Regions from separate parts of the Mus musculus genome. Here regions 1, 3, 4 and 5 are each linked to region 2. Evidence: chromatin contacts called from public HiChIP or PLAC-seq and promoter capture Hi-C data. All regions are on one chromosome and are shown on one strand. The core of a region is the stretch at or near the end of the contact, and the rest is flanking DNA. Distances in the headings are between cores, read along the strand shown. Region 1 holds the start of Sephs1 (selenophosphate synthetase 1). Region 2 holds the start of Ccdc3 (coiled-coil domain containing 3). Region 3 holds the start of Bend7 (BEN domain containing 7). Region 4 overlaps Camk1d (calcium/calmodulin-dependent protein kinase ID). Region 5 overlaps Camk1d (calcium/calmodulin-dependent protein kinase ID).

Evidence for each region. HiChIP or PLAC-seq counts read pairs in DNA pulled down with a chosen protein or histone mark. Capture Hi-C pulls out chosen DNA fragments and counts their contacts.
Region 1: a contact with region 2 is called in an HNF4G HiChIP or PLAC-seq map of pancreatic cancer cells. The contact joins the promoter of Sephs1 here to the promoter of Ccdc3 in region 2. A contact is called at or near these places in 1 of 484 Hi-C or Micro-C datasets (embryonic stem cells), 1 of 115 datasets of contacts at active chromatin or transcription factors (pancreatic cancer cells) and 2 of 9 other capture datasets (adipose tissue and pancreatic islet).
Region 3: a promoter capture Hi-C map of adipose tissue shows a contact between it and region 2. The contact joins the promoter of Bend7 here to the promoter of Ccdc3 in region 2.
Region 4: an HNF4G HiChIP or PLAC-seq map of pancreatic cancer cells shows a contact between it and region 2. The contact joins the enhancer-like site here to the promoter of Ccdc3 in region 2. A contact is called at or near these places in 5 of 39 promoter capture datasets (cranial neural crest, embryonic stem cells, frontonasal cranial neural crest and 2 more) and 3 of 115 datasets of contacts at active chromatin or transcription factors (embryonic forebrain, pancreatic cancer cells and stem cell-derived neural progenitor cells).
Region 5: an H3K4me3 HiChIP or PLAC-seq map of embryonic forebrain shows a contact between it and region 2, with 4 times the contacts expected there. The contact joins the enhancer-like site here to the promoter of Ccdc3 in region 2. A contact is called at or near these places in 8 of 39 promoter capture datasets (the 3T3-L1 cell line, 3T3-L1-derived adipocytes, the HPC-7 cell line and 5 more), 1 of 15 datasets of contacts at CTCF or cohesin (large pre-B cells), 2 of 484 Hi-C or Micro-C datasets (beige adipocytes and nephron progenitors), 9 of 115 datasets of contacts at active chromatin or transcription factors (craniofacial prominence, embryonic forebrain, embryonic limb bud and 3 more) and 1 of 9 other capture datasets (embryonic stem cells).

What each region holds. Positions count from the first base shown.
Region 1 is chr2:4,876,950-4,882,842 of GRCm38.p6, reverse strand. Sephs1 (selenophosphate synthetase 1) reads right to left here and starts at 1,279. Exons shown (of 9, transcript NM_175400.6): 1 at 983-1,279.
Region 2 is chr2:5,135,936-5,141,896 of GRCm38.p6, reverse strand. Ccdc3 (coiled-coil domain containing 3) reads right to left here and starts at 4,121. Exons shown (of 3, transcript NM_028804.1): 1 at 3,590-4,121; 2 at 492-666. The coding sequence starts at 3,963.
Region 3 is chr2:4,716,119-4,721,551 of GRCm38.p6, reverse strand. It overlaps Bend7 (BEN domain containing 7), which reads right to left and starts at 3,721. Exons shown (of 9, transcript NM_178663.4): 1 at 3,260-3,721; 2 at 988-1,071. The coding sequence starts at 3,320.
Region 4 is chr2:5,643,146-5,648,600 of GRCm38.p6, reverse strand. The region is part of intron 1 of Camk1d (calcium/calmodulin-dependent protein kinase ID); the gene reads left to right. Among named protein-coding and RNA genes, the nearest start is that of Camk1d, 69 kb to the left of the region's middle. Within about 2 kb of position 2,765, at least 33 of the 459 cell types and tissues checked have an H3K27ac peak or open chromatin away from gene starts, as enhancers often do. A contact at or near this core is called in pancreatic cancer cells, where this site is marked.
Region 5 is chr2:5,395,811-5,401,860 of GRCm38.p6, reverse strand. The region is part of intron 3 of Camk1d (calcium/calmodulin-dependent protein kinase ID); the gene reads left to right. Among named protein-coding and RNA genes, the nearest start is that of Gm36853, 83 kb to the left of the region's middle. Within about 2 kb of position 3,145, at least 8 of the 459 cell types and tissues checked have an H3K27ac peak or open chromatin away from gene starts, as enhancers often do. A contact at or near this core is called in embryonic forebrain, where this site is marked.

The sequences.
Region 1 (5,893 bases), core at 30-2,529, 260 kb after region 2:
CGCCTTACATCAAGAAAACTCAGCAGTTAAAAAACTCCCAAGTGCAAGGAGACCTAAGTCACACGGTTTGGCCTCAAAGGAAACTCCAGCTATTTGAAAAGGATGGAATTTGGGGTGTGCTTTGGGTAGAGGGAGTGCGTCCGACCTGGAAGCCACATGTTTACACCTTTAAAACAATGACATGAATATTTAAAGCCCGCGTTTAACCCCTTCGCTCCCGCGGGAGGCGGGCTCGGGCAGCGGGGTGCGGTGGGGCAGCACACCTACCTCCCCGCCAGCCCCCAGGCCCCGCGCGTGCTCACAGGCCCGGGCGCCGCGGCGTGCGCGCCGGGACCCCGCGCCCTCCATGGGGCCGGGCGCGGAGGATGCCACTCAGGGGACACCTTAAGTCTCAGGCTGCCGCCTTTAAAGGCACGGCGGGCGCGGGCCGCGTTCTTTGTACCGCGCCGCGCGGCTGCCGCGGGCAGGCCACCGGCAGGGCCATGCTGCACCGCAGGCCCCGCGTCGCCGCTGCCGCGGAGACCGTCGCCGGCGGGGACCGGAGGGACCCGAGGGCCGAGTGGGGGCGGGGAGGCCCGCGGCTCGGCGCCAGGACACTGGGCGGCTAAGGCAGAGCGCGCGCGCGCGCGGGCTCGCCGTCCGCGCCGCCACACAAAAATGTCGGCGGGCGAAAAGATTAACCCCTGCGTGGCCGCCGCCGCCCTCCCCCTCCGCTCCTCCCTCCCAACCCCGGCCCCGCGTGCCGCGGCGGCGACGGCGGAGGAGGCAGCGGCGCGGGCGGCGCTTCTTTTTTAAAGCGGCCCCACCAAAGCCTGGGCTCGGCCCCCTCTCCAGGCAGGGCGCGCGAAGGGCCCCGGTGCACGGCTCCCCGGCGGTCCCGGGCGGCCCGGAGGGGGATTTGCAACGGCCGCGCCGGGCCTGCGGCCCGCTATTCCCCTTTAAGCCTGCTGCCTCGCCCCCCCTCGCCAGGCCCGCCGCTTACCGGCTCGCTTTGCGCCCTCCGCCTCCTCCCGAAAACGGGCCGCGGCGCTCCCACAATGCACCGGGCGCGCTGGGCTCCCTTAAGCGTCGCCTGAATTTAAAAAAAAAAAAAAAAAAAATGCTGCTCCCGGTGGCGGCGGCACCGCCGGGCGCTCGGACGCCGCGTGGAGCTCGGCCTAGGCTGGGCGCGGCCCTCCGGGAACCGGGCCGCCGCGCTCCCGCCGGCCGGGCGCGTGAGGGTCCCTTTAAGAGCGGCCACCTCCCTTTAAGGCGGCGGGCCGGTGGCCGGAGCGCCTCCGGGTTGCTGGTGGCGGTGGCAGCGGCGGTGGTGGCTGCGTGCGGCCCGGGAAGGGGGCGGGGGCGCTGTGCAGAGGCCCGAGCGCGGCAATGATTGGTCTCGGGGGAGGGGGTGGGGGGTTGCAAACCCCAGGAACGGTGGCATCCGTTGCATGATGCAAAAGAAAAAAGAAAGGAAAAAAAAGGGGGGGGGGTAGATTGATTTCAAAAGTTGCGAGCAGCACTGGCAGCAACCTTGAGTGATGGGGGCCACCTACTTTCGCATCTCTGTCCCGCGAGAAGGGAACAGAGTGTTTTTGTTTTTTGCACAACCTGGCTGGGTGCGATCCCCGCATCACCCACGGGATGCAATACCTGCTCCCGAATCTCTGCTGCAGTGAGACTGTGCCCATGGGAACAATGTGCAGAGTGTAGGAGCCAAGGTCGCCCCCAGTGAGACATTTGAAAACCCAACTTAACCCCGCGCTCCATTCTCAGTGACTCCCATCTTTTCTTCATTCTATTGTTTGAGCGTAGCTCCGCATTTCTTTGGAGTCCCAGTGAAATATGCAAATGCTCTGTGAAGTTTCTTGAATCTTTGATCTGCATTTTGGGGAGGGAGAGTTTATGTTGTCCGGGTTATACCATTTGTTCTTCTCATGTCCAAGTAAACATGGCAGACTAATCCTGTGTGCTTGAATTGACATTGGTAATGCGGTTTCACTTGAAGTAACTTCAGATTTCCGACTTCGTACTGCATTGCTGGTGCAGAGCGTGTCCCTTCGAAGGACTTCTCTGGAAAGCTGAGCAGAGCAAACTTGGTTAGGAATAGGTTCGCATTTTCCCGATTATTTAGAAGCAGAACTGTTGTATCTTTTGGCTGTCTTTAGGTTCGTACACCCCGCAGATGTCCTTTTCATTCCTGAAATTGCCATTTGCCTGTTTCTTAGGAGTGGGATCTAGGGTGCAAAGTGTGGCGAGATGGACACAGGCATCTCCTGCCTTTGTGTCTTTTCTCCACAATACATTTGGGAGAATACAGTAGCACCTGGGCTCCTTAGCATCAGACTTCGGACATCGATTTATCGTTGATGAACGTGGAGTTTCTTCTGAATGGTCAGAAGACACAAACACAGCCTCACCAGATACCACACCAGGACTCCAAAGCCAGAGGGAAAGGGTTATACAGTTACATTTGTCCGGTTCTGCCTTTTAAATTTGATTTTGCATTTTAAACAATGTAACTTTTTTTTGTTCCTCACTTAGTTAAAAAAAAAAGTGATTTTTTTTTTCAAAAGATTTCACAATGAGAAAAAAAAAAAGTGGATGACACAGCAGGACCCCATGTCTAGATTTGTGTGTCCCTCCAAGGAGACTTAGCTCTTTGTTAATGTTGAAGGATGCTCTTTCTCAGTGGTGATGGAGGAATAATACCCTGGGTTAGGGGTTATTGTTTTAATGAAGCTGTACTAAGCCTGCATGTGTACTTGAACTGGAAGCATTGGGGAGCAGCAGAAGGGAAGGGTTTGGTGTGATTTAATGTGCACTGAAGAGAGGGGTAAGTATCAGATCCCCCAGGGTTTTTTTTTTTTTTTTTTTTTTTTTGTTGTTGTTGTTGTTGTTGTTGTTTGGTTTTTAGAGACAGGGTTTCTCTGTGTAGCCCTGGCTGTCCTGGAACTCACTCTGTAGACCAGGCAGGCCTCGAACTCAGAAATCCGCCTGCCTCTGCCTCCCGAGTGCTGGGATTAAAGGCGTGCACCACCACTGCCCGGCCAGGTCCCCCAGTTTTAATTTTGGGGACTGAATGACCAGTGATTGACACTTCTGATACTGGAACTGCTGGGAAGCTAACAAGTTTTGCAATAACTTCAACCTTCAAGATGCTAAGTTCTGTGCCTGCTGAGTACTCCAGGTAACTGGGAAAGCAGTTTGGAATTTTGAGATGCAAATCTGTGTGTCATCCGCATGGTACCCTAAGCCCCGGAGAGAGGTAGGATTAACCCAGAGGGAGATCTTGGACAGAGCACTGTATCCATGGAAATGTGAGCAAGGCTTTCTTCCCTCCCTATAAGGTAACAGGCACCTCCAGGTCTACCCTCTCCTCCCCCATACACCGCCGGAGGTCTCCAGCAGCACTGAAGCAAGCCTCTGCCTCTCTCAAGTTCTGTGTGGAACCCAGGGCCTCACACGCTAGCCAAAAGTTCTACCACTGAGCTCTACACTCCGACTCCAAAACTCTCAGCAGTGTTGACTGCAGAGTCTTGGAGACACAGATGCCTTGATTTACTGGGAGGCACTAGACTTGAGGCTAGCTACCCAGTGGACCATCTTACTGTGCTCACGATGGCTTTTTTTTTTTTTTAATTACCTGTATTGCTTTGCTATGGAACTCCCTCTAGTCAGCCATTCTGCCAGTTTGTAATTCCAGAGAGCTCACCTGAAAGGGCCTCAGAACCCCATTCCTGGGAAACACCTCCCTAACATCCCTAGGTTCCAGTGATCCCATCTGAGACGGAGTTTCTCTGACTTGTACTACCATGCTGAGGCTTATTAGAAATAAGAATTAACCAGCTACCCTTGAAACATCTGGTAGGTGCAATGAGTGGTAGCCTCCCATTCTTCCAAAAGATATGTTCAAGCTGCACCACATCACCACAGTATATATGAAGGTGGCTTTATTTAAAACAGGGCTAGCTGGAGTTTAGCTTGTTGGTAGAGTGACTATCTCGAATGTGAGAAGCTCTGGGTTGCATCTCTAGCATTGTCAAAACAGCAGGGCAAAAGGATTCTTGTAGAAATGGAGTCTTTTGGGCTGGAGAAATGGCTCAGCAGTTAAGAGCACTGACTGCTCTAACAGAGGTCCTGAGTTCAATTCCCAGCAACCACATGGTGGCTTATAACCATCTGTAATGGGATCCGATGCCCTCTTCTGGTGTGTCTGAAGATAGCTACAGTGTACTCATCATATATATAAAATAAATAAAAAAATTAAAAAAAAAAAGAAATGGGATCTTTGCAAATGAAATCATGAAAATGAATCAAGACGAATATAGATGGGTCCTAATCTAATGGCTGGTGTGTTCTAAGGCAGAGGAAACAGGACTGCGGAGATAGTTCAGTGGGTACAAGTGTTTGCTGGACAAGTCTCAGAACCTGGATTTGAATGCCCCAATCCGTATAAAAGTCCACTTAATGTACATTAAAGCAGCAGGGCAGCTGACTACAGTCCTATGTGCCTAGAAGGAGGTGGGAGGCAGCCAGCCTGGCTTCCATAGCACTGAAGAGATCTTGTCTCAAGTAAGGCAGAAAGGCAAGGACCGATGCCTCAGGCTCTCCTCCAACCCATCATCACACGGCACACAGGCACCTACACAAACACACAGCAAAAGGACAAGAAAAAAGCAAAGCAAGCCGACGTGTTGGTGCAACCCTGGAATCCCCGCACTTGGGAAGCAGAGGCAGGAGGATCATGCGCTTGAGAAGTCAGCCTGGTTGGCTATACTGTGAGAACTGTCCTAATAACAACAACAACAACAATAATAATCATAAACATAATATAAATTTAAAAGGAGGAAGGGATGAGCCTAGCAGGCTAGTGAGAGAGCTCAGCTGTTTTGCAAAAGACTCGAACCACACCACATGGCTCATCATCACCACCTCTAGTTCCAGTTTCAGGGGACCCAATGCCTTCTCCCTCTGACCTCCTTAGACATCAGCACAAATGTGGTGCATATACATACCTACATGCAGATAAAAACACGTAGATACAACGTATTTTCTTAAAAAGTTGGCGTGGAGACATGAGCACATAAAGAGGCAGCTCTATGAAGACAGTGGCCAGGGATAGAGAGGGACACCCAAGAATGGTCCTCAAACACCGGCTCCTGGAAGAGGCAAGGAACAGGGACACACAGATCAGCACTGGCTTCCCATTGCAGGCTGAGGACTTTCCCCTGATCATTTAGGGAAACGAGTCAGGTAAAATCAGATAGATCCCTGGCTTCCACGCAAAATAATTTCAGGAGTGGGCAGGAGGAGAATTGGGTGTATCAGAAACAGAAAGATTCTCAGGGCTTGAGTATGGGCTTCTTAAGAGTTGTGGATTATTAAATGGCATTTTAAACCGGGGTCTTAAGTGGGGATAGGGGAATTAAGAGAGGTGCTCTGGGAGTGAGGAAGACACACCCAAGTTGCGTGTGGGCTCCTCAAGGAAAAATAACAGTTAAGTGTCGTAGTGATAGACTTATGTATCTTTTTAGTGACTTTCAAGGACCATCTCAGAGGGTTGCTAAGCAACCTTTCCCTTTTTCTCTCTCTGGTGCAAGATATTCTAGAGTAGGTCCAGTGGTACCTCAATGGGATTATTACCTGATGAGGTCAAGCTAGGCATGGTTAGGATCGTGTTCCAGGATTAGGGCATCTCCCTTTACTGTAAAGGGGTTTTCTAGCAAGATTCTAAGAAAAATCACAGCTCTGCAGCTGGGAAGGGAGGAAGGAACTAAGTAAATGTTGTTGACTATGTTAAACTTCTTTTTAAAGACTGACTTTTCAATTACATGTCCGTGTCTGTGTGGGGGCGTATGTGCGCTGGCACATGAAGAAGCTGGAGCTGTCAAGTCTCATGGAGCTGGGGTTA
Region 2 (5,961 bases), core at 2,872-5,371:
TACTTTGTGAAGAACTCCTTATCAAGCACTAACCCTGGTCATCCAAAGCCTAGGAGCAGCATTGGCTCGTGGCAAACGGGAAGCAAAAAAGGAATATGAGAAGAAGCCACAGCAGGATATAGCCCCAAAGACATACCGTACCGAGTGATTTATTTGCTCCAGGTAGATGTGTCTTCTGAAACTCCCACAGCCCCCCACCCTAGCTGGGTACCAAGATTGGAACAGAGAGGAAAGGGAACATCTCACATTCAAACTGAAACACTTAGGTTATAACTCTTGCCCCTGTTCTAACAAGCACTTTACCCTTGAGCATGCAATAATGTCCACTAGTATGTGCACTGCACTTGCTCTGCGCCAAGTTGGAGAAAAGACAGGTGGATACATAACTTAGAAGAGCATTCTTGACCCCTTCAATCATGATGCGATATCTTCATGACAATATGACTACACTATTGTTTTGCCAAGTCACAGACTGTGTAGCCAGTCCTTACCCTGTTGTCTTCCTGGACCTCCCAGTCACTCGAGAAAGTCGTCAGCTGCTGCCCTTGGGAACAGTTAGCAAACTGGAAAAGGCTGGAAAACATCCTTCTGTTCTCCTGGGTGTCTGGAAAGATGGCATCTTGGAAATTGACTCCGTGTGGCAAGAGATTGTAATTCTCATCCATCCTGAAGGGGAAGGGTCAAAGCAGACACATTGGTGAGGCTATTGGAGATGGGCCCAGCTTCAGTCTGGTTTACAAAGGACAGAGATGGTCTCACCAATGTCTCCATGAACTCTGGCACGGGTCTCAGGAAGGGACCTCTACCGTTAACACTTCTCATTGCTTTCCCTTTACAATGCTCGAGTCTAGCCTAAGGGATTCTAACGAATGGACTCTAGACAACAGGAAAGGGCGATGTATGCATTCCTGTCTATTTCCCATGTCTCATAGTGTCCCTTGCTTCCTGGTGAGCAGGCAGCAGTTGTAATGTGACCTGGATTCAAGTCTCACTGCTATGTTGGGCTCATGACATGAAACCAGTTTCTTCTTTAAGCACCATCGTCTTCCCATCTGCTACAAGAGGATTGTAGTAGAATATGCTTTCTTGGTATTCTCATGGGGATTACACTGGAAAACTGTAAAGGTGACTCAGTGGGTAAGAGCACTTCCTGATCAAGTGTGAAGGAGGACCCAAGGTCAAATCCATAGCACCCCCATAGACAGCCAGTCATGGCTGTGCACGCTAGTAACACCATCACAGGGCCAGAGACAGGCAGATTGTGAGAGCCTGCTAGCCCAGCCTAGCCCAAACAGCAAGTCTCCAGGTCAGTGAGAGACCCTCTCTCAAGACAATATAGTGGAGAGAGGTAGAGGAAGGTGTTTAGCGTCTTCCTCCGGCCTCTGCATGTGCTCACACTGCAGTACATGAACCACATACACGCGTAGCACACACATCCAACACACACAAGGATGATGAAGAGCCTGGCACAGAGCGGATGCAGTACAAATATTAGTGAACCTTTTCACACAACTAAGTGTAAAGTGCTTATTAGAAATAGAAAGAAAAAAAAAGAGGTAAGAATTCTAACCTAAGGGTTCCAGTTTGAATTTGAGATGTTCCCCCTTCCTCTCTTGTTTCAACCTTGGTACCCAACTAGAATGGGAAGTTTCCGGAGGGTGGATCTACCTGGAGGAAATAAATCACTGGGGGATGCCTCTGGGGCTATGTCCTGCTGTGCGCCCTTCCTATGTTCCTCTCTGCTTCCTGCTTGCTACGAGGTGAAGAGCCCCTCCCCCTGCTTCTTAATCATCTGCCCCAGTGCACAGGCCCACATGGCCATGGAAAGAGCCAAACACAAACCCTCTCTCCTTTCCATTTGCCACTCACAGCGAGTGAACAAGAGGGAGAGAAAGGCCAGACCAGAGGAGGAATGGATGCCTTGTGTGCAGTTATTAGCCTTCTTCAAGGCAAGACAGCCCAAAGAAAAGATAGTCTGTCACATAATTGTGTGACTTTCTGCCAACAGATCATCACAAAAGATGAAAACAGTGACTGACCACCGCACAGTCACTGGTCCATGTTGTGATTTTTTAAAAAATGTATAATAATAAGCAAAAGTCCAACACTGCCTGCTCATTTCTCGAGCTTTCATCCAGTGGAAAATAAAGCCGCGTCGAGTTGTTTTATAGCTGGGCTTTCAGTCTTTTCCCTAAATAAAAACATGAAAAGGCCGACTCGGATTTCTTTGTATCAAGAAAAGGCACGCTCAGAGTCCTGGCTGATTTTATTTAGAAACAATATTTTCCAGACAAATACAAAAAAAATTTTTTTTAATTTTTTTAAAAAAATCAACCTAATCTGGCTAAGCAGCTCAAAGCCACACAAAGCAGAACACGCGTTCTAAACTTAGCCTGCCTTCACTATGGAAAGCACATGTGGCCTTGAGCTTACCGGTCAGTCCCCCTTCTGCGGAGCTTACCAGTTTCTTTCTCAGAGACTTCAAAACTGAATCTGCAGCCCGCGGTCAGAATTATTCCCAAAACCTTGGTTTACAAGTGGTAAGACTGAGACTAGTACCTGTCATAAGCCTTTGGATTGAATCACTGTCTTAAAACGTGGCTAAAATTCTATCCTCCCCCCCCCACCCCCTCATGTTCTAGATCCATCTTTATAAAATCCTATCCTCCCCCACCCCTCATGTTCTAGATCCATCTTTATTAAATTAGAAGCAACCCACAGCTTCAGGATCCACCAGCTGTTTCCTACCTGTGATTTAGGTTGAATTCAGTAGTAGATAAAAAATGAACTGAATTTGGGGGAATTTGCTGTGGTCACAGGCCAACCTCAGTGGAACTTCACAAGACTGGTGGTGTCTACATAGGACCCACCACCTGCCTGTTCCCCCCTCTGCACACTTCAAAGCACTGTGACCCGGGGTCTTTACCTTTCCCACCAGCGGGCCCAGTCAAGCTCTGCTAATTTGAATTACAGGGTAGCTGGTATAAGAGAGCAAGACAAGACAGCGCACGGGGGGGGGGGGGGGGGGCTGCTTTCTGGCATCAAGGTGGGTAGGAAAGGAGAGCTTGGGTGTACATTAAATGACAGGACTTTCCCAGGTGCTTCGCGAGCTTCTGTCACGATTTGCTTCCCACTTTTATCCAGATAGGAACTGGTGGAGGGGAGCAGCGTGAGAGTGGACTCAGAACTGGCTCGAAACTTATACAAAGAAGTTCAAAGCCAGAAAGAATCCCAACAACTGATGGCAAAGGTCATCTTTCTCAAAACATCAAATGAGTGATTGGAAAGCACTTTGATAGCTGCGTGTGGTAGCGTGTAATCCCCCTACTCAGGGGCTGAGGCAGGAAGATCACAGAAAAATCCGATCTCATAAACAAGAGCACGTTATTAACCTTTTTGTCTTTAACCCGGTCTATACATATAAACTCCAAAGGCATCACTGTATCTTAAACAGCTTTAGCCAAGGGCGGTCAGAGCAAGGAAAGAATGAGAAGAGCCTAGGACGTGGTTTAGTTTGGGGGAGGGGGAACGGATCCCCCGGGGCGCTCCTAACCTGCTGCAGGTAGCCCGCAGAGGGGGGCAGGCTCACCTTACAAAGAAGAAATAAGAGTAGTCCTGGACCACCGTGTGGGAGTGGCAGGAGAAGTAGCCCAGACCAGTAAGGTTGAGCCGGGAGCCGGCGGGCACCTCCAACATACTGCCCCACGCCTGGTCACACAGCATCTCCACCTCGGCGGAGTAGAAGAGCCCTCCCTCTCCAGCTTGGTACTGCCACGGCAGGTAGTTGTAGAGGCCAGGCACCTCGGGGTGCAGCGCCAGCACCTTGGCATACACGATGGTCTCGGCTAGCTCGGCGCGGCAGCCTTCGCTCAAGGGTCTCCACTCCGACGGCAGCTGGCAGGCGCGCGCGGGCGCCGGGGAGGCGGCGAGGCAGAGCGCGGCGAGCAGCAGCGGGAGCGGCATGCCGGCGGCTACGCTCTAGCCCGGGCGCATGGCCCGCCCGGGTGCCCGGGACGGCGGGGAGCCGGGGAGCCCGCAGCGCCTGCCCGAGAACCGCGGACGGGGCGCTCGGCTCGCCTGCACGCGCTCCGGAGAGCTGGGTGCACGGCTAGCTCTTCGGCCTGGATCACCATGACCGGGCCTTCGCCCCGCCACGCTTAAAAAGGGTCCAGAGGACGCGACGGGACGGGCGGAGATTGGGGCGTGGACCGCGGCAGGGGCGGGGAGTCCGTCAACCCCGCAACCGGCCCGTGCAGAACTCCCGGGAGGAAGGGACGAACCCCTGCGCCCTGGGACTCCAGGGTGACTAGAGGAGATGTGCGTACAACGCCTTGACCACCAGACCTAACTGGTTTGTAGCACCCAACTATGGGCTAGGTCAGAGCTTGCCAGTAGAGTTTTTCCCTAGGCAGGTGTTCCTACTATTGCTCTCAGTTTGTACAGTGGAGTGCTCTGCAGGAGTCTTAAGTTTTCAATGCAAGTGACTTAGAATCAAAGCACATAGAAATCAAATCTGAGTTTATCTTCCCAGAACTTCGTGTAGAATAATATTTTCTCTCCTTCCCTTTCTCCTCTCTTTCTCTGCCCCTCCCTTCCTCTATTCCCTTTCCCTCTTATCTCCTCATCCCCTCCTCCTCTCTTGTCTGTTCCCCCTCTCCTCCTTCCCCTTTCCTCTCCTCCCCCTCCCCTTCACCCTCCCCTCCTCTCCTCATCCCCTTTCCCTCTCATCTCTCTCTATCATGTACACACACACACACACACACACATTGAGTTTTCTGTAATAATAATGTCAAAAGAATCCCTATAAAGATTTGAAAATCCATTGTTCACGGCTTATTTATTTATTTATTTATTTAAGCTTAACTGCTTTATACAGCCCCAAATTCAGAAAGTTCTATACCTGGGAAGCAACTTCACCCATAAATTCAAAAAAGCTTTTCACTAGTTAGTGGGTAAAATAGAAGAGACCAAAACCCTCAAAAGTGCCCAGCCTCCATTGCCTTTACTATTCTTGGTGTAATGAGAATCAATCACAAGAAGGCTGGGGGTGTGGCTCCATTACCAGTGTGCTGGCTGGCATCCATCACCCCCTGGACTTGATCCCTAGCACCTCACCAGAGGGGCACAGTGGCAAACACCCGGTACTGGGAGATGAAGGCAGGAGGATCAACATTCAGGGCTGTTCTCACCTACACAGGGAGGCTTCACAGGGAATTTGAGTCCAGCATGGGCTAAAGAAACTGTCTCCAAAAAAAGGAAAGAAGGAAAGAAAGAAAGAAAGAAAGAAAGAAAGAAAGAAAGAAAGAAAGAAAGAAAGAAAGACAGAAAGAGAGAGAGAGAGAGAGAGAGAGAGAGAGAGAGAGAGAGAGAGGAAGGGAGGGAGCAAGGAAGAAAGGAAGGAGAGAGAGAGAGAATACCTGTGTGTAAGTGTATTAATTATATGTTATGGGTGTTAGCCATATATCATTATCATAATATACATAATGTATTTAATGCATTTTCAGCAGATTTTTAAGCAAAGTTGCCCTTAGAAGATTGTTTGGAAGCTTCTCATTGGGGTTTGCAGGATTGGGATCCGGAGTTGTTCCAGGACCTGGAGAGAAGAGCCGTCCTAGGATGAGGTGAAGAGAATATACAGGTGTGGGAAGGAAGTGTGAAGGCTGGCCTCACCTCGCCGCAGTCTTCCAGGGTGTCCTGAAACTATGGTTGGATGGTTCTTTTTGTGATCACTTGGGATGGCTGCAGGTGTTGACAGGCAGCTCTTACAAATCCCAAACTACGCAAAGGGGGCTTAGAAGGAAGGTGGGTTGGAAGAAACCCGAGGGAGGGTGTGGGGCAGTTTTAGACAGTAAAAGAGACTTCAGGCAGCATTATGTAGTTGTCAGTTTTGGAGAGCCTCAGACATCATGAGGGTCACATGAGCTTAGACTATTGTCCCTGAGCCAATCAGGCTTAATTGTC
Region 3 (5,433 bases), core at 2,472-4,971, 420 kb after region 2:
ACTACCTGAGGTGGTAGAGAGTCCAGGATGGGCAAAGTTGAAAGCAAACACCACCATCTACCTTGCACTTTGCCTTGATAAACACTTTCAGAGGAAGCATCCTGGACAGTTTGATTTTGGGCTCAAAGGCTACAGATAACAAACGTGAGATGCTTCGTGGACACGCCTCATGCCTAAGCTATACAAATACAGGCATCGGGGCACACTTTTGGCTACCTAAATATCTGTGGGCACTTGTCATAAGGTGTGGAGGATGCTGCCTTTGCTCCCTCTGTCCCCGAGGTAGGTAAGCCAGGAAGGGTGGTGACAGGAGAAAAGTCATCTTTTCTCTCTGACCACAAATGTTAGTGAAAAAGACACAGCCAGGAAGTGCAAAGCTGTTGAGTAGTAAGAGGCACTATCAAGAGGTGGCAAGGCAGACAATCACTTTTGTTCTCTTTACGCTGCTTGGACTACAGATTTAATTTAACTGTGCCACGGCAGGATTAGCAACCAGGCCATAGAGGTGAAAGGACATTTTAATAAGACAGCACATCCATCCTCTATCCCACCCAAGGCAGAAGCAAAACCAAACAAATAGCAGCTTCCTGGAAATTGAATTTCTGTTATCCAGATGTCAAAGATGTAATACCCCAATTACACAAACTATTGCCAGTGAAGCATGCCAGAGAATATGCAATGTAAATGGGGTGAGCGCCGAGTGGCGAAACTGCGTAGTCAGCATCTGGCTCTGTGACTGAGTGATAATTAGCACTGTGTGTAGACACTAATAAACATTTATGTCTGAAATTACAACTTTTAGCAATGTTAATAAGGGATATATTGGCAATCTGTAAAATAAAAGGTCTTGAAAAGAATGTCATGCATTAAGCAATGGCAGACATTTCCCGTTCTTCCATAATCTCTCCCACCACCACCCTGCCCCTGAAATTGCAAATGGCCACGCCACGCTGTTTTGCTGAGAAATTAATTGACATAAGAACCTACCTAAGTAAATGGGTTGTGTCTCTTTGGTCTCCCCATTAACATCATTGCTGAATTCTGAGATTTTATACACCTCATGGTGATAATCTGGCATGAGAAAATAACCGAAAATTAGTATTTTAATGACTTCAACAAATAGGAATAAGCACCTAAAGACTCCCATCCCAGATGTATAATCTACAAGTATACTTTCAAGAACTCTCACAGAATCGGAGTCAATACTAATCACCAAACGTTACTTACTGTGAAGTACAGGAACCTGAAATACCACTGCGCCTTACAAAACAGATATGCTTGGCTACAGCAAGTATATTTGTAAAAATAAAATAAAATAAATAAAAAAGAAAGAAAAGAAAAAAAAATCTTGCCAAATCACAGGCCAATGGAGTTTCTCAAACGTATTTCCACTACCATTTCTGTGAGCATATCAATAGCATGTTTCGGAACTGCCTCTCTACTGGGTTTACCCAGAAAATCTCAGCTTAAAAGTAAGGATGCATTTTTTTTTTAAGATATTGATGTGTTATTTTTTTAAAGGTATACTTTGAAAAGAAGCAAGTCTTTTACCTTTCACATAAGTGAATCTTTTGCAATTACTGCCCTTACTGAAGATGCAATAGTTTATCTTCCAAAAAAAAAATTGAAAAGCAGCTGCACAGCAGAATCACTCACCATTAAAAAAGAAGGAAAAACTTACTATGTTAATCAAAATTTCAAATATAACATCTTGGGATCTCGTGTGGAAGCTACAGCATTTTGATAATGTAGCTCTTTACAAACCAGGACCACCCAGGTATGAAAATAGAGGTCCCTTCTCAACAGCTGTCCAAGGTTTGGGTGGGCTTGTTTGTTTGTTGTTTGCCTTAGCTGTCACAGGACAACATGACAAAACTACCCTCTCTCTTAAGATAGAGTAGTCAGTTTCCTGGGGTCATAAATAAGAAAGCAGCCTCCATTCCTGAACGAAGCACGTTGTATCAACAGGGCCATCACACTCAGAGAGACTTCCAGAGTAGTCAACATCCTGGTTGGGGAGGTGGAGGCCGAGAAGGAGTAGCCAAATATTTTGAATGCATGCACTACACTATTTCAGGCCTCTATCGTTAAACAGTACAAAGCTAAATTAGGGGAAACACAGATGAGCAGATTTGCAAAAATGTCTATAATTAAACCGTTTCCAGACTAACCAAAAGTGAGCTTTATAAAATCCTCATGTCTGCTTAGCTGAGTTCAGAAAAACTCCATCCCTTGCAATCACCCTCCCAATAGTCACCTGTTCACATGTGACTTTTGCTGGGGCCCTTGGAACAATCATGTGGCTCTTTCCTCAGATGCTAGCGGTAGATAAAAACCACCTAGGGAAAGTGGAGCGCTTCTCTGATTTGGCTTTGACCCAAGTTAATGCAAAGATATTTAAAGAGTGTGGGCTCATATTAGAACTTGTACCATTACCTCTGGGGAGGTTGGGGGGGGGGTATCACCATTCTCGATTATTAAGGTGATACATTTTGACAGGTGTTTCTTGTCCGAGTTGGCACCATTTTTTAAAGACTCAAATCAGGAAGATGGACTCGAACAAGAAACAGAACCCAGAGGAGATACTACTCAACTTTCTCCTCCCCGGACAAAATAAACGCCTATAAAGAGTGTGCTGTACACCTGTTAGTCGGCAGGACCAAGCTGGATTTTTCTTTATTTCTTGTGATGCGACACTTGTCTGACTGGTATACGAGATAATCTTAAAACTACCTTTCCACCCAAATCACTCAACTGGAAAAGATGCTGTATGTCAACAATTTCTGCCTTGAGCTTCGATTCCCTAATGAGCTGATTCTTCTTAAAAAGAACAATGATCATCTTTTTCTCTCCTCCTTCTCTTTGCGTGGGGGAAGGAAAAAAAAAACGAAAACAAAAACAAATCCCAGTCTATTCTCGGCCTGCCGGCCAGGCAAACCCTCAGCCACCCCAGCCCAGCGGCCGCCGTGGCGGCGGCACCCCAGAGTGGGCTCGGCTCCCCGGTGTCATTGTTTGCTAATTTCCTGACGTGCCCTCCGACTTGTTTACCTTCAATAACACCCGGTGGGTCCCCCTCAGGCACAACTTTCCCCGCGGCGGGGCGTGTGCGGCCCGCGGGGGGCCCGGGTTCGGGCGGGGACGAGGGGGTCGGGGCGGGCGCGCCCCCGGCGTGGAGCCCGCGGGCGGCCGGGGCGCGCGGGGCCGAGTGCGCGGAGCGCGGCGCCGGCTTCCCGCCGCTGTCCCCGGGCCGGCAGCTTACCTCGGCTCACCAGTTTGAAGCTCTGGGATTTCCTGCTTCTTTTCCTCTCCGAGAACTCCATGGTGCGGGCAAGGTGGCGGCGCGGCAGGAGACTGAGGCGGCGGCTGAGGCGGGCTCGTGTCACCGCCGCGGAGCCGCCGGGACCAAGGTCCGCGTCGCGATCGGCGGGGGAGGCCGAGGGACGGGAGGAACCACCGCGAGCCCGGCCGGGGGTTGCGCGCCCGGGGCGAAGTTGTCCCCGCGCGCGGCTCCGCCTCCCCGGTGTCTTAGGCGACCCCTCGGTGCCCCTTCATGCCGCCTCGCTCTTTCCCGAACGCAGCCCGCCGCAGCCCAACTTTCCGTTGGGAGCGGGGCCGGGCTGGGGCGCGGAGCTGTGGGGTGCTCGCCGCGGCCCGCCTGGGCTCAGCCTGCGGACGCGGCCCGGGGGACGCGGCGAGCCGAGGGAGGGCGGCGGCGGCGGGTGCGGAGCGGCGGCCGGGGCGCTGACCTCCCCCGCGGGAGTAGGGGCCGCGCCGTCGAAGGGGGCGGCGCCGCCGGGACCCCGGGACCACCTGCTGGCGGAGCCCGGCCGCCGCCATCCCCCGGGGGCCGCCGCCACTGCTGGACTCGGCCGTGCGGCGACCCGGCATGGGCCGGAGGCCGCGCGGTTCAGCGTCCGGAGCGGCCCGGGCCCGTGGAGCTGCCCCCCCGGACGGACGCCGCGCTCTGCCCGGCCTCCCTCTGCGGCTCCCGGAGGCGAACCTGCCTTTAGAAATAAGCCAGGGATCGTGGCTCCTTGGCGGCCAGCCCTCGCTCTGTCTGAGAGGCGGGCGGTGCCAGGGCCAGACGCGGATTTTAGGCAACTTTTAAGAGGGGGTGAAGAACTTACCCATCCGCGCTCTTGGAGCAAACAGAGAGAAATTTGAGCATGTACTGCTGAGAAGACTATGGGATGGAGCGAACATCAATTCTTATCCCCACCCTGGGGACTGTAGGGGAAGTTATATGCAAAGGGGGTGCTTGGAATGGTGTTTTGGGGAGAGGAATACTAGAGGTGAGGAGTGCAAGGGGGTGCAGGCTCTTAGGGAAACAGTGGTCATAGCAGGTGCATAGACTCTGCCACTTGACGCAGAAATACCAAAATAATTGCCGTCCGCCAATGGCCATTGGGAGTTTTATGTAATCTTTTTCTCTGGGGAGCCAAGTGTGCACTTACTGTAGGCGCCATTTCTTACCACATGTTTTAAGTGGGAATAGAAAAGATTTTTTACATCACCTGGGAATGGTAGTGTGGAAACATGATCTGACACGCTTAAAAGTACGGCCTCCAAATCTACGGTTTCTAGACCAAAGTACAAAGGGGAAGAAGGGATGGGCTGCTGCTCCAACACCTTAGGAAGGTCAGGTTGCTCCAAAGAATGCAGAGAAAAGGGGGGAGGGGGCTGGGGTGGGCTGTCTTGATGAATGATTGAGGTTAGTTGCACTCAAATGGACAGCCGTTCAAAAGCCACTCTGATAGAACCTTGACGTTAGAAGCAGGGTGACTACCAAGGAGCAAGCAGTGCAAACATGCCTGGGAAATAAAACCAAAGAACCGGTGAGCAGCAAGCCAGCTGGAGACAACAGGATAGACACGGGTGTGGATAGACACGGGTGTGGACACCCGGCAGTGTGGACACCCGGCTGGCCGCAGGGAGACCAAGCGCTTCATCCAGCTCTAAAGCAAATCACTTTAAGAGGGGATTCATTTTTTTTTTCCTACTTCTTTGAGATTATGTTAGAGGCTGAGTCCTTTTCCCAGAAAAGTGTATGGAAGAAATGAAATTGTATTTGGTGAAGTTCTTTGATCTCTTTAGAGTTAAAAGATGCAGTGAAGGGTTCAGTATGATAGTGGTTTGGGCAATAATCCCACTTGTTTCTTCCCCCACCTCCATTCAAAACCAGAATTTTATAAACCTGAAGGTGTCTGGGATGTTTCTAAAGTAAGAAAACATTCTACACCCCATTCTGGGGCCGTGAGAGATAGAGATAGAGATAGAGGGAGGGAGAGAGAGAGAGATCCCTTGTCAAATTTTATTCCAATAGTCACAGGCTGAGTACTACGCTAATTGAATAATGCAGAGTAGTCTCGCCTTGGAGCATAAAGTAAGCTTTTATTGTGCTTAAACTATGATGAAATCATTGAAGGTATCACC
Region 4 (5,455 bases), core at 1,516-4,015, 510 kb before region 2:
TCTTTCTAGAATATTGATGCCATATTCTTCAAAGCTTTTCTTTTATATTAGTATTATTTACAATGCATGTGATTCCCCCCCCCAAAAAAAAAAGACAGCCTACTTACTATATCAACGAGCCATTTCCTTTAGGATCTTGGATGATAATGGTAGTGAAAAAGTATTTGTATGTATAAATACTTTCTGAAAATTGTTTCCTCTATGTGTTACCTCTCCATCATATTTTAAAGGCCCTTTAAATATATTATGTATTATTATTCTAAAGTTACAGCCTGAAAATGACTCCCTGTTTGAAGCAGGTTACAATCATGATTCCTTTTGTCTTCTTTTTAAAAACAATTTACTTATTTATTTTATGTGTTTTTCCTGCATGTTCATTTGTGTAAGGGTGTTGGATTTCCTAGAGCTGGAGCTACAGACAGTTGTGAGCCACCGTGAGGGTGTTGGGAATTGAACCCAGGTCCTCTGGGAAAACATCCAGTGCTCTTAACCTCTGAGCCATCTCTCCAGCCCCTATTTTTGTCTTCTTTGAAAGATAGTCATGTGACTGAGGGGCAGGAATACTTATAGTATGTGAATATTCATATGCTAATACTTGTATACAATGTATAGTCAAATATAACAGAATAAAAGGCAGAATTTAAAATTGGGTATCATCTGCATTAATTATCCTTTGTATCTACATCATTTTCCTTAGGAAATTCAGGGTAAGCCCTTGCCAACAGCTTGTCCGTTTTTAAAACATATAAAGCACTATTAACTATGTTAGTGGACAGGTTACTGGAAATGTCAATTCAGAGGGAAATGTTTGGCTTGGATTGAACTTTCTGCGTGATTATTCATGCTCTGCCATTTGCGTTCGCTGAGATTCTATATTATTAATAGAATAGACAAATCAGCATTTTGTCAGTGTGTAAGACTTTGCTTATTTTTCCTGTCTTGATTGCTGGTTGCACAGAAAATTTGGAAAATGGTAGAGTGTCACTTAGAGAACAGGGGGCAGGGTAACTCCACCTGTTCTGGAGGCAATTGATCATGAGTGGTCTGAAGGGAGTGTGTTATGTAATGTGCATCTTAGGGACCAGCCGTCCTTGTGTACTAATCTCCCAGGTAGAATATTGTGGGAGCTAGGACAGGAGAAGGGCTTTGTCCACAGACAAGAACTGCCACAAGCCAGGGTCTTAGTGGGCTCCAGAGGAATGGCAGAGGAGAGAACTAGAATTTGCCAACTTCCAATGAGCAGCCTTACATTTTTTTCACCGTATTTTTATAAATTGAAATCTTTTAAAATAGGACTAGAAGACACTTGAAAGGCCTGGGGAATTGTACCTATCCAGGAATCCCAGATCTCTATATGATAAGTGTTAAGGAATGGTGGTCTAGGCTGGCTTGAGAATATTCCACAGCGTTATTGAAGTTGAAGGCTACACCTGAATGTGTGGTGTGCTTGAAGATTGCTTGTATGGAACAACAGCTGACTGCTTCCCTGTGCTTGTTTTTCTTGATTAACTGAGCCTCAAGGTCTCCCTTTGACCTAACTTTGAGACTATGCCAGGGCCTAGCAAACACAGAAGTGGATGCTCACAGTCAGCTATTGGATGGATCACAGGGCTCCCAATGGAGGAGCTAGAGAAAGTACCCAAGGAGCTGAAGGGGTCTGCAACCCTATAGGTGGAACAACAATATGAACTAACCAGTACCCCGGAGCTCTTGACTCTAGCTGCATATGTATCAGAAGATGGCCTAGTCGGCCATCACTGGAAAGAGAGGCCCATTGGTCATGCAAACTTTATATGCCTCAGTACAGGGGAACGCCAGGGCCAAGAAGTGGGAGTGGGTGGGTAGGGGGTAGGGGGGGGGGGAGGGTATGGGGGACTTGAAATGTAAATGAAGAAAATACCTAATAAGAAAAAAAAAGAAAGATAGCAAGAGGTCATCGGTTTGCAGCATTGCCATTTTGTAAAACTCTGAGAAGAGCTGTAAACTGAACTTTGATAGTTTTAATCCACCCCCCACTTGCAGTTCAGACGTACGTGTGCACACACATAGGGACGTCTGATGTTAATGGCTGGCTGAAGTGCCTGGGACTCACATGTTTCTGCCTTGTCAGTGTTTGCAGTCTAAGTGCACATCACCACACCCAGATTTTTATGTGAGTTATTATGTTAAACCCAGCTCATCATGTTTGCATAGTAATACTTCTTTGACCAAGACTCTGGCCCTTGAATCTAGTTTCCTTAATACTTGACGGGCATAATCTCATGAATACCTGACTCTACCTCCTTTCTTATTAATTATTATTATTTTTTAATAAATAAAAGACAATCTGGAGAAAACCAAATCCAATAAAATGATGTTTCTAGCCTAGGGCCACTTGGCAGGTTCAAGAACAGAAATGGGTTATCTATCCCTGTACCTGTTGCTAACAGGGTTATCCCTGTACCTGTTGCTAACAGGGTTATCCCTGTACCTGTTGCTAACAGGGTTATCCCTGTACCTGTTGCCAACAGGGTTATCCCTGTACCTGTTGCCAACAGGGTTATTCCTGTACCTGTTGCTAACAGGCTGTAACATTTTCCAGTGTTGGGTAGCAATGTTTTCCAAGTTACTATGAAAAATGGGAAAATATACCAGACACCCAGAGCCAAGTCCTGTTTCCTGACTTTTCCACAGGTTTTATTGACAGCAGGCAGGGTGCACATTAGGAATGAGTCAGACCCAAGGTTTTCCTAGTGCACAGAGCACTGAACCAATAGCTGACTCCCCAGTGGGCCTTGGTGGACTCTCAATGCAGCCAGAAAGTGATTCAGTTTTAATCAACAGAGAAAACACAGACACACCACAAAGCAAAAATAGAGTCTCTATTATTCCTTGGTTGCAGGAAATCCCAAGAGTGGACAAGCTGTTCTTCTGTTTCTGAGGAATTATAGTGTAGGTATTTGCTGTGTTATGAGTTTCTTGCCGTGTGAGCAGTGACCACCAGGGCTGCTTTACCATGACACAGCTCGAGGTCTGTCTTCCTTTCGTTGTGATTTCGATCACGCTGAACTCCATATAGCTTCTCACTCAGCAGTGAAGAATTGAACGGATGACTTTTTTCAGGCTTAGTTGAAAATCACGTTGATGGAATTTTTGAAAAGATGGCATTCCGGCAATTGAGGTCAGGGAAGTGTGACATAAGGGTCCTTTTCAGACCGTGCCTCAATGGATGGCCCACTTTCAACAGTGTTTACCATTATTTTATGAATTACCTTTTTTCCTCCTAAGTCTGGTAGGACATTGTTGCCAGTGGGGTTTCTGCATTAGTCTTGAGATGACAAAGGTTTACAAACTTAAGTAACCTTGCTTTTCTTGAAGCTTCTCTGGTATATGTTGTTGTTCTTCTGTGTGTGAGTATACACACACATACATATATGTATGCACACATATACACATGTATTTGGAATTTTCTACAAGTGTGTAACACCCTGGAAGACTTGGAATTTCTGAGTATTCCTAATAGCCTGTGTCTCTCTGAGCAGACAGAAGGTTTCAGGAGAAGAACAATGAATGTATCAGCCACTCTGCTTGAGAAACTCCAGCTTTCTCCTATGAAGACCCTAAGATGGCTTTGTCTTTGCCTTCTCTGAGAGTTGCCATCTGTCCTCTGGGTTCGCACCAGTATCTGGGACGACTAAAAGGCCCGGGACTCTGGCTTTCAGATGAAGAGAGGACAGGCTGCTGTAGAACTGACCAGACTTGGTTCTGTTGTCAGCTAAGAACTGCCTGGGTTGTGTGCTCCATGTACTCACGACAGAGCACTCTGGACCTACTCACAAACACATGAGATACACAAATACACCACTGTGTGTGCCATGAAGTTGCTCTCACCTCCACTAGCTGAGATAGATGCCCACGCTGCTTTCTGCTATCCAGGGATGTTCCTCCCACTGTTGTGCAGCCCCGAAGGTCATATTATAAAATCCCTGCCATCTGGATCTTGGGCAGGAGGAGGAACGGAGTGAGGCCCACTTATGCCGTCTATAAGGTGGGCGTGCTGGGCTGGAGAGTGTTTGGCTTCCACCTCCCAGCAATAAAGCTGTTTTTCTCAAGCTTGACCCAGCTCGGCTTCGCCCCGAGAGCTCCAGACCAAGTGAAATTCCTCTCAGGAACTCTTGTGGACGGAGCAGATCCAGGGTGCTGTGCTGTGAGCGCACGGAACTCACAACGCAGGCATTTCTCCAATGGAACCGACCGAGTGTCACCGGTGCCATAGCCACTGGCTGTGGGTGCTTACCTTCTGGCACTGTCCTTTGTAAATGCCAGGCCATTTTACCTGCTCTGTGTGTCAGTTTTGAGACAGGATTTTGTGTAAGTCTAAGCTGGTCTGGAACGTGCTATGAAATCAAGGATGGCCTCCTTGTTCTCCTGCCTCCAGGGCCTCCCTCCAGTGCCTCCCTCCAGTGCCTCCAGTGCCTCCCTCCAGGGCCTCCAGTGCCTCCCTCCAGGGCCTCCCTCCAGTGCCTCCCTCCAGTGCCTCCCTCCAGGGCCTCCCTCCAGGGCCTCCAGGGCCTCCAGTGCTGAGCAGCAGGATAAGAGCCGTGTGCCCCACGCCTGGTTAATGTGGTGCTGGAGTTTGAGTCAGGGTCTTACCCATGGTGGGCAGCACTGTACTGACTGAACAGGATTATATAGATATAATTATAGATATCTCCAGCCCAGGACTGTTTTAAAGTTTTGTTTGCTGGAGGTCCAGCCCAGGGCCTTATGCACATCAAGTGAATTTATCTCTGAGCTATCTCCGAGTCCCCAAAATCTCTTTAGAGAATTTCCTGACACATTCTTGCGATTTCCTAATATCCCATGGAGGTCAGTCTTTTGGGCACAGTTTTCCGCTGTATGTGATAGTTGTACCTATGAAAATTCTCCTTTTAGTTTGGCTGCCAGCAGATGCTGGGAGCATGTGTGGAGATCTGTTGATAACTAATCTTAGTAAGGAGTTTAGTTGTGTGCCTTTCTCCGGTTAGTCTAGCTTTCAGCATGCATTGGTAATGGGATAATTACACAAGGATGGAGAAAAATAACTCAGTAGCCGTGATTGAAGTGGCCCCACATCCATGAGGGTTACCACATAATAACAGGTACGACGAGGGACGTGGTGCCTTGGGTGTGAACAGCTGCTGGGTCTCAAGTCACAGCTTGCAGCTGGAACCACCTGGGGACATAAAAGAGAAGCTTGCTTCCTTCAGCAGACACCTTCTGTGTGAGTGGTTCTCAACCCTCCTCACACTGGGACCCTTTGCTACAGCTCTTCATGGTGACTCCAACCGTAAAATCATTTCATTGCAACTTTACAACTGTTAGTTCGCTACTGTTATGAATTGTAAATATCTGATATGCAGGATGTTGGATAGGCAACCCCCAAGAAAATGTTTTCAACCCCCCTGCCCTCAAAGACATACTGACCCACAGGTTG
Region 5 (6,050 bases), core at 1,896-4,395, 260 kb before region 2:
ATGCTAAAGCCCTGCTAGGTAGGTGGCTGGTTGTTGGTTGTTCAGAGGGGTTGGCTGCTGTTTGTTGGTGGTTGAGCTCAAAGAAGAAACAAAAGGAAAGAAATTACATTCAGGGATCACTATCTCTCCGTTTTCTTTCTCTCCTACCTAGTGATAGGGGGTGAAACTTGGGGGATAAAGGGTTGGGGAAAAAGAAGAACCCACAAAGTAGCAAAGAACTGCTAGTATTCTTTACTAGATTACTTCTGTGGTATTACTTTTATAGATAATAAAATACTTTTATAGAAGATAATAATAATAATAATAATAATAATAATATGCATGTTCCCCAAATATTAATATAGTGAAATAACTGCCACTTGATGATCTGATGCCCCTGGCCACAATACAGAGCTCTAACAGTTTATGTGAATTTTCTTTCTCTCTCTCTCCGTTGGTTTTTTTTTTTTTTTTGCCTGTAAAGGGCAATTCCATTATCTATAATCACTGAAGGAGACTGTTTTTAAGTCATTGTACAAAAGTTAGTGATGTCTGTTTCTTAGGTTGGATTATCCTTGAACTAGGGGAATGGCATTTTGCTTATTTAAATGCAGGCAGCAGAGTGTACATTGAATGTCTAATGTGTCAGGCGCTGTGTGGAGTGTGCATCTGATTCCAAGTTCTAGTAGGTTTCATGGCAGGTGTCTTGTTCTTGGGCACACAAATCACACTACGGCGGTCATTTTCTCGTCCCATTAGAAGTGGGTTTCTTAATCTGACACTAATGACATGTTGGTTGGATAATTTTGTTTCTGTATAGGGATGTCCCATTTACTGTAGGATGGTTAAAAAAAAATGTCCTCGTTTTTTCCTACCTGCAGATGCCAGTAACATCCTTTAGTCCCCAAATAAAGAATTGTCCCTGGGCATTGCCACATGTCCCTAGATGAGGGGGCAAATTCACCTGCAGCTGAGAATGTTATGCACTATACCTGCAGAGTTTTTGGAATTTGCTAGAAAAATTGGCAGCATGCCCACCTACTTATGAAGCAATTTCTTACCGAAGTCTCAGAACTGGGTGGAGAGAAAGGGCTACAGGAGGGATGTCACAGTTTGCTTCTGACAGCAAATATGTCATTTGTACAAGGGTCAAGGTGGATATTGGGATTATATCTTTTTGACAAGGGCTCCAGACTCCAGTTATAACTCGGTATCTGTGAACAGTTCTTACAGAGATCAGCACTTGTAACTCAGTGTTTTGCCTCTGAGTCCCCAGTGCCTTTGCCCATGGATCACCTCTCGTCATGAAGGCTATACCCATATGATGTGACGTTAGTCACTATCCCCCTTTCCGTGGCAAAATATCTGAAAGAAGCAACTTCAGGAAGGGAAGCAGGATTGATTTTCTCAGACAGTTGGAGAGGCTTAGTCTAACACGATGGGGAATGTGCAGGAGATGTCAAGGTAACGAGAAGTCTATGTCTAGGGCAACTCATAACACAGGAGCCCTGGACCAGATATAAATCTCTGGTCCTGCCCCTAGAGTCTTGTCTACCTGCTAGGTCTTATGTCCAAAATGTTTCATAACTTCACAAAGATGGGGACCAAGTGTTCATACATATGAACAGAAGGACACTTCACATTTAAACTATCACAGTTGTCAACAGTTAAACTCAAGTCGACAATATTCCTGGGGTTGCCTGAATGGCTTTCTGGAGTTGAACTGGCATCTCATTCAATTGTACACTTAGATTAGTGTGCACTATGCCTGAGACCAGGTTAACACCCTGGCCCCTGCCGCCAACCACATCTCTGCTTCTGAGACTGTCACCTGAGCAAGAAGGACAGCAAGAAGAGGGTGGATTGGCAAGACTCTCTCCAGTATGGACACCATCACCCATGTATCTGGTCACCTCGGTCATCGTTCTGGTTTGTCTTCTGCTGCTGTGAGAAACCACTCTGACTGAAAGTAGCTTTGGGGTGGAAAGGGTTTATTTGGCTTCTAGATTACAGTCCAGGGAAGCCAGGGCAAGAACTCGGGGAAAGAACTGAAGCAGGGACCATGGAGGAACCTTGCTAACCGGCTTGTTACCTAGTACGTGCTTAGCTAGGTTCTTTGTTGTGTTTTAGAAATATGATTTTTGGTTTCCATTTTCCCCATTTATTAAAAATAGATTCTTTTCTCATACAGTATAGCCTGGTTATAGTTTCCTCTCCTCCTACTCCCCCCAGCGCCTCCTCCCTCCCCTTCCCATCCAGATCCACTCCCTTTCTGTCTCATCAGAAAATAACAGGCTTCTAAGAGATAACAACAAAACATAACACAATAAAATATAATGAGATAAAATAAAAGACATCCCCTCCAAGTTGGACAAGGCAAATGAACCAAAAAAAAAAAAAAAAAAAAAAAAAAAAGATTCCCAGGAGAAGGCACAAGTCAGAGATGCGCTTGTTCACACGCTCACGATGCCCATAAAAATCCTGAACTGAAGCTACGATAGATACACAGCGGCCATGGTGCAGACCCGTGAAGGCCCCGTGCATCTGCTTCAGTCTCCGAGTGGTTATGAGACTTGCCCGGTTGATTTAGAGGGCTTGTTCTCCCGTGTCCTCCATGTCCTCTGGTCCTTACTACCTCTTCTTTCATGGGTTTCCCTGAGCTCTGTGGGGAGGAATTTGATGGAAAATCTAGTTTAGAGCGGTGTGTTCCGAGGTCTGTCTCTCTCCCCCCTCCCCCTCCCCCTCCCCCTCCCCCTCCCCCTCCCCCTCCCCCTCCCTCTCCCTTTCCCTCCCTCCCTCTCTCTGTATAATGTCTGGCAATGGGTAGAGACTCATTTGTCCCCATGTGCTGCAGGAGGAAGCGTCTCTAATGATGGCTGAATAAAGCACTGATCTGTGAGAATTTTGTCTTGTTTTGTCTTGTTTTGGTTTAGGTTGTTGGTTTGTTTGTTGATGGCAGGGTTTCTCTCTGTAGCCCAGGCTGTCCTAGAACTCACTTTGTAGACCGGGATATCCTTGAATTCATGTAGCTCGGCCTCCTAATATCTGAGACTGAAGACAACATTATGCCTAGTAGCAATTAAAAAGACATATAGCCCAACTTCATGTCTTAAGGCTGGCACTATCCACAGGGCTACACTCTCCTGCGTCAATGAGCTATTAAGGAAATGTCTCGAAGGCATGGCTCAAGGCCAGTCGGATGTAGGCAACTCTTCATCTGTGGTCCCCGATCCCAGGTGACTCCAGGTTTCTGTCAAGTTGATAGCTGACGCTAACTGTGGCAGTCATGCTACGTTTTCACTAGGAACGCACTGTGATGTTTTCTCATTATAAACATATTTATCAATATTAAAATCAGAATGCAATTAGCTTTAGAAGCACTCCAGTGACAGTACATTTCATCCCTTTCTAATATTACCTGCGGTTTTACCATAGGAGACGAAAATGTCCTCTTCCTAAGAGGAGTCTTTGTATTGGGTTCTTAAGTAATTTGAAAAATTACAGTTTGATCTCTATAACATTTACGCCAACTTTTCCGGTGCATTCTTACAGCTGAGTTCCAGTCTAACAGTTAACGACAAAGGAAATAATGGGGAGCCTTTAACTGCTTGTTCTTCACAGTTCCCAGGGAAATCGGTGTAATTAGGCTTTCATGAAGGGACTGGTTTTCCTCATTAAAAAAAGAAATTATGCTCAGGAGCACAGCTAAGGGCTGAGCAAGTTGGAGAGAGAGAGGAGAAACGTTGACAGAGGTTATTGTTGGCACAAAGGAGCACCTCAGACTCAAGGCAACTGTCTGCAGGTTTCCTTTTATTTTGTTAGTTTTTTGATATGGGGGGTCTCACTATTTTATCTGGCCTGGAATTCACTCTGTATTGCAGACTGGCTTGAACTAACAGAGATCCACCTGCCACTACATAGTAAATGCTGGGAGTAAAGGCACGAACCACGATGCCCAGCTTTGTCTCCAGTTTTGAAGTAATTATTTCCTGGTGATTATAACACATGAAGTTTCCTCCGTGAGAAAAAAAATAAAAAGATCTGCCACAGAGGAGAAAATCAACATTTGCAAAAACAGACATTATACTGCAATCAGTAGCAATCCCCAGGCAGAACTGAATGGAAGGGCACATTAAACCAAATTATTTTAATGGGTTTCAGTAGTTGAGGTTTTCTGGAAAAGTCTACTACCAAAATGGAAACATGACCAAGCTCGTGAAACCTGTGTAACCTCTCAGGGGGCCATTGGCTCACATGATTTCAGTTAATTTTTAGTTTTATTCCTATTCAGTTGTCTCCTACTGCATGTGGTACTTGATCTTAAGATCAAGTTCAAAGCAAAACCTTTTACCATTCATAGACTCTTCATTTGGGTTCGTTTTCAGAAATAGGGAAATACTTCCAGTATTCCTCCTGAGGGTACACACTCTTAATCTTGATTAGATTCTGTGTAAACATAGATGTTTGACATTGATACAGCACAGGAAAGCTTCTTTTTTTTTAATTCCCAGTAAATGGTGTTTGAGTTTTCATACAACACAAGAATGGGGTGTGTGTGTGTGTGGTGTTTGTGTATGTGTGTGTGTGTATGCATGAGCATGTGTGTACATGTATATGTGTGTGTATGTGTGTGTGTACATGTGTCTCTGTGTGTGTATGTGTGTATGTGTGTGTGTGCATGTGTCTCTGTGTGTGTATGTGTGTGTGTTTGTGTGTGTATGTATGTGTGTGTTTGGTGTGTGTGTGCATGTGTATGTGTGTATTTGTGTATGTGTGTGTCTGTGCACATGTCTGTGTGTGTGTGTCTCTGTGTGTATGTGTGTGTGTGTGAGTATACATATGCAGATATGCATCTGGACTCCACTATGCTAGTACATGTGGAGGCCAGAGTCTGCCTTTGGGACGTCTTTTTCAGTTGGTTCTTCACCTTATTATTTTTTTTCCTTTTTTGAGATATGGTCTCACTGAATTTGGAACTTGCCATTTTGGCTAGACTCAATGGCCAACAAGCCCTTGGGGTCCCCCAGCACTGACTGGGGTTACAGTTACACACCACCATGTCTGGGTTTATTTTGTTGTTGTTGTTTTTGTTTGTTTGTTTTTGTTTTTGTTTTTGCATGGATGCTAAGGATCAAACTCAGGTCTGGTGTCCAGACTCACCACTGCTTTGTCTAATGCCTTTTTGCTGAAGTAAAGGTGCCCATGGGGTACAAAGCTAAGAGAAGGGTTTTAATTAACAGACACTCAAGCCACCAGATGGCTCCCTCTAGTTTTTAAATCTGCACTTAGGGGAGATAGATTGCCTTCCCTGAAAGGCAGCTTGATGGCTGAGTGGGTCTTCTGACTTCAGGCTGAACTGAGCAGTGTTATTGCTTGGCGTGCCACTTCTTTGATTATGAAATGGTGTTTGAGTTTTCATACAACACAAGAATGGTGTGTGTGTGTGTGTGTGTGTGTGTGTGTGTGTGTGTGCATGTGTGTACATGTATATGTGTGTGTATGTGTGTATGTGTGTTTGGTGTGTGATGTAATTAATTGATTAATGATGTAAGAACCTCAGGGCTGTTTCTACTCATGAGTCGTGACTTGATTTCACAGGCTTTCTCATTGTTTTAAAGCTGGAACCACCCATCTCTTGATCCTCCTCTCTTATGCTTCTTTTCTGAACACACAGGACCTTGAGAGTTTCACTGTTAGATCTCACCCTTCCCACGAACACTGAGAACAGACAGAGGAAGTCCCCACTGACTTCATATCATCTCTTCAATTTGCCTTTCTTTTCCCTATCGTCCTCTTGGGCATATTCACATTTGCAAAACACATCAGAGAGATTTGTTTGACTCATCAAAACCAAATAGAGGTACAGTGAAACCACTGTGGGGGGTTGACCCTACAGATTCTCTGACCAGACTGTGTTGAGCACCCTTTGTTTCATAAATGCTTCCCACAAGGTCTCACCATGCATCCCATTACACTACTGAAGAATGGAGGGAGACATTCCCCTGATTTTGCTCTGACCAAAAATGAGCCAACATAAAGGAAGCAAGCTGGATGGAGTTGACCTAAATGAT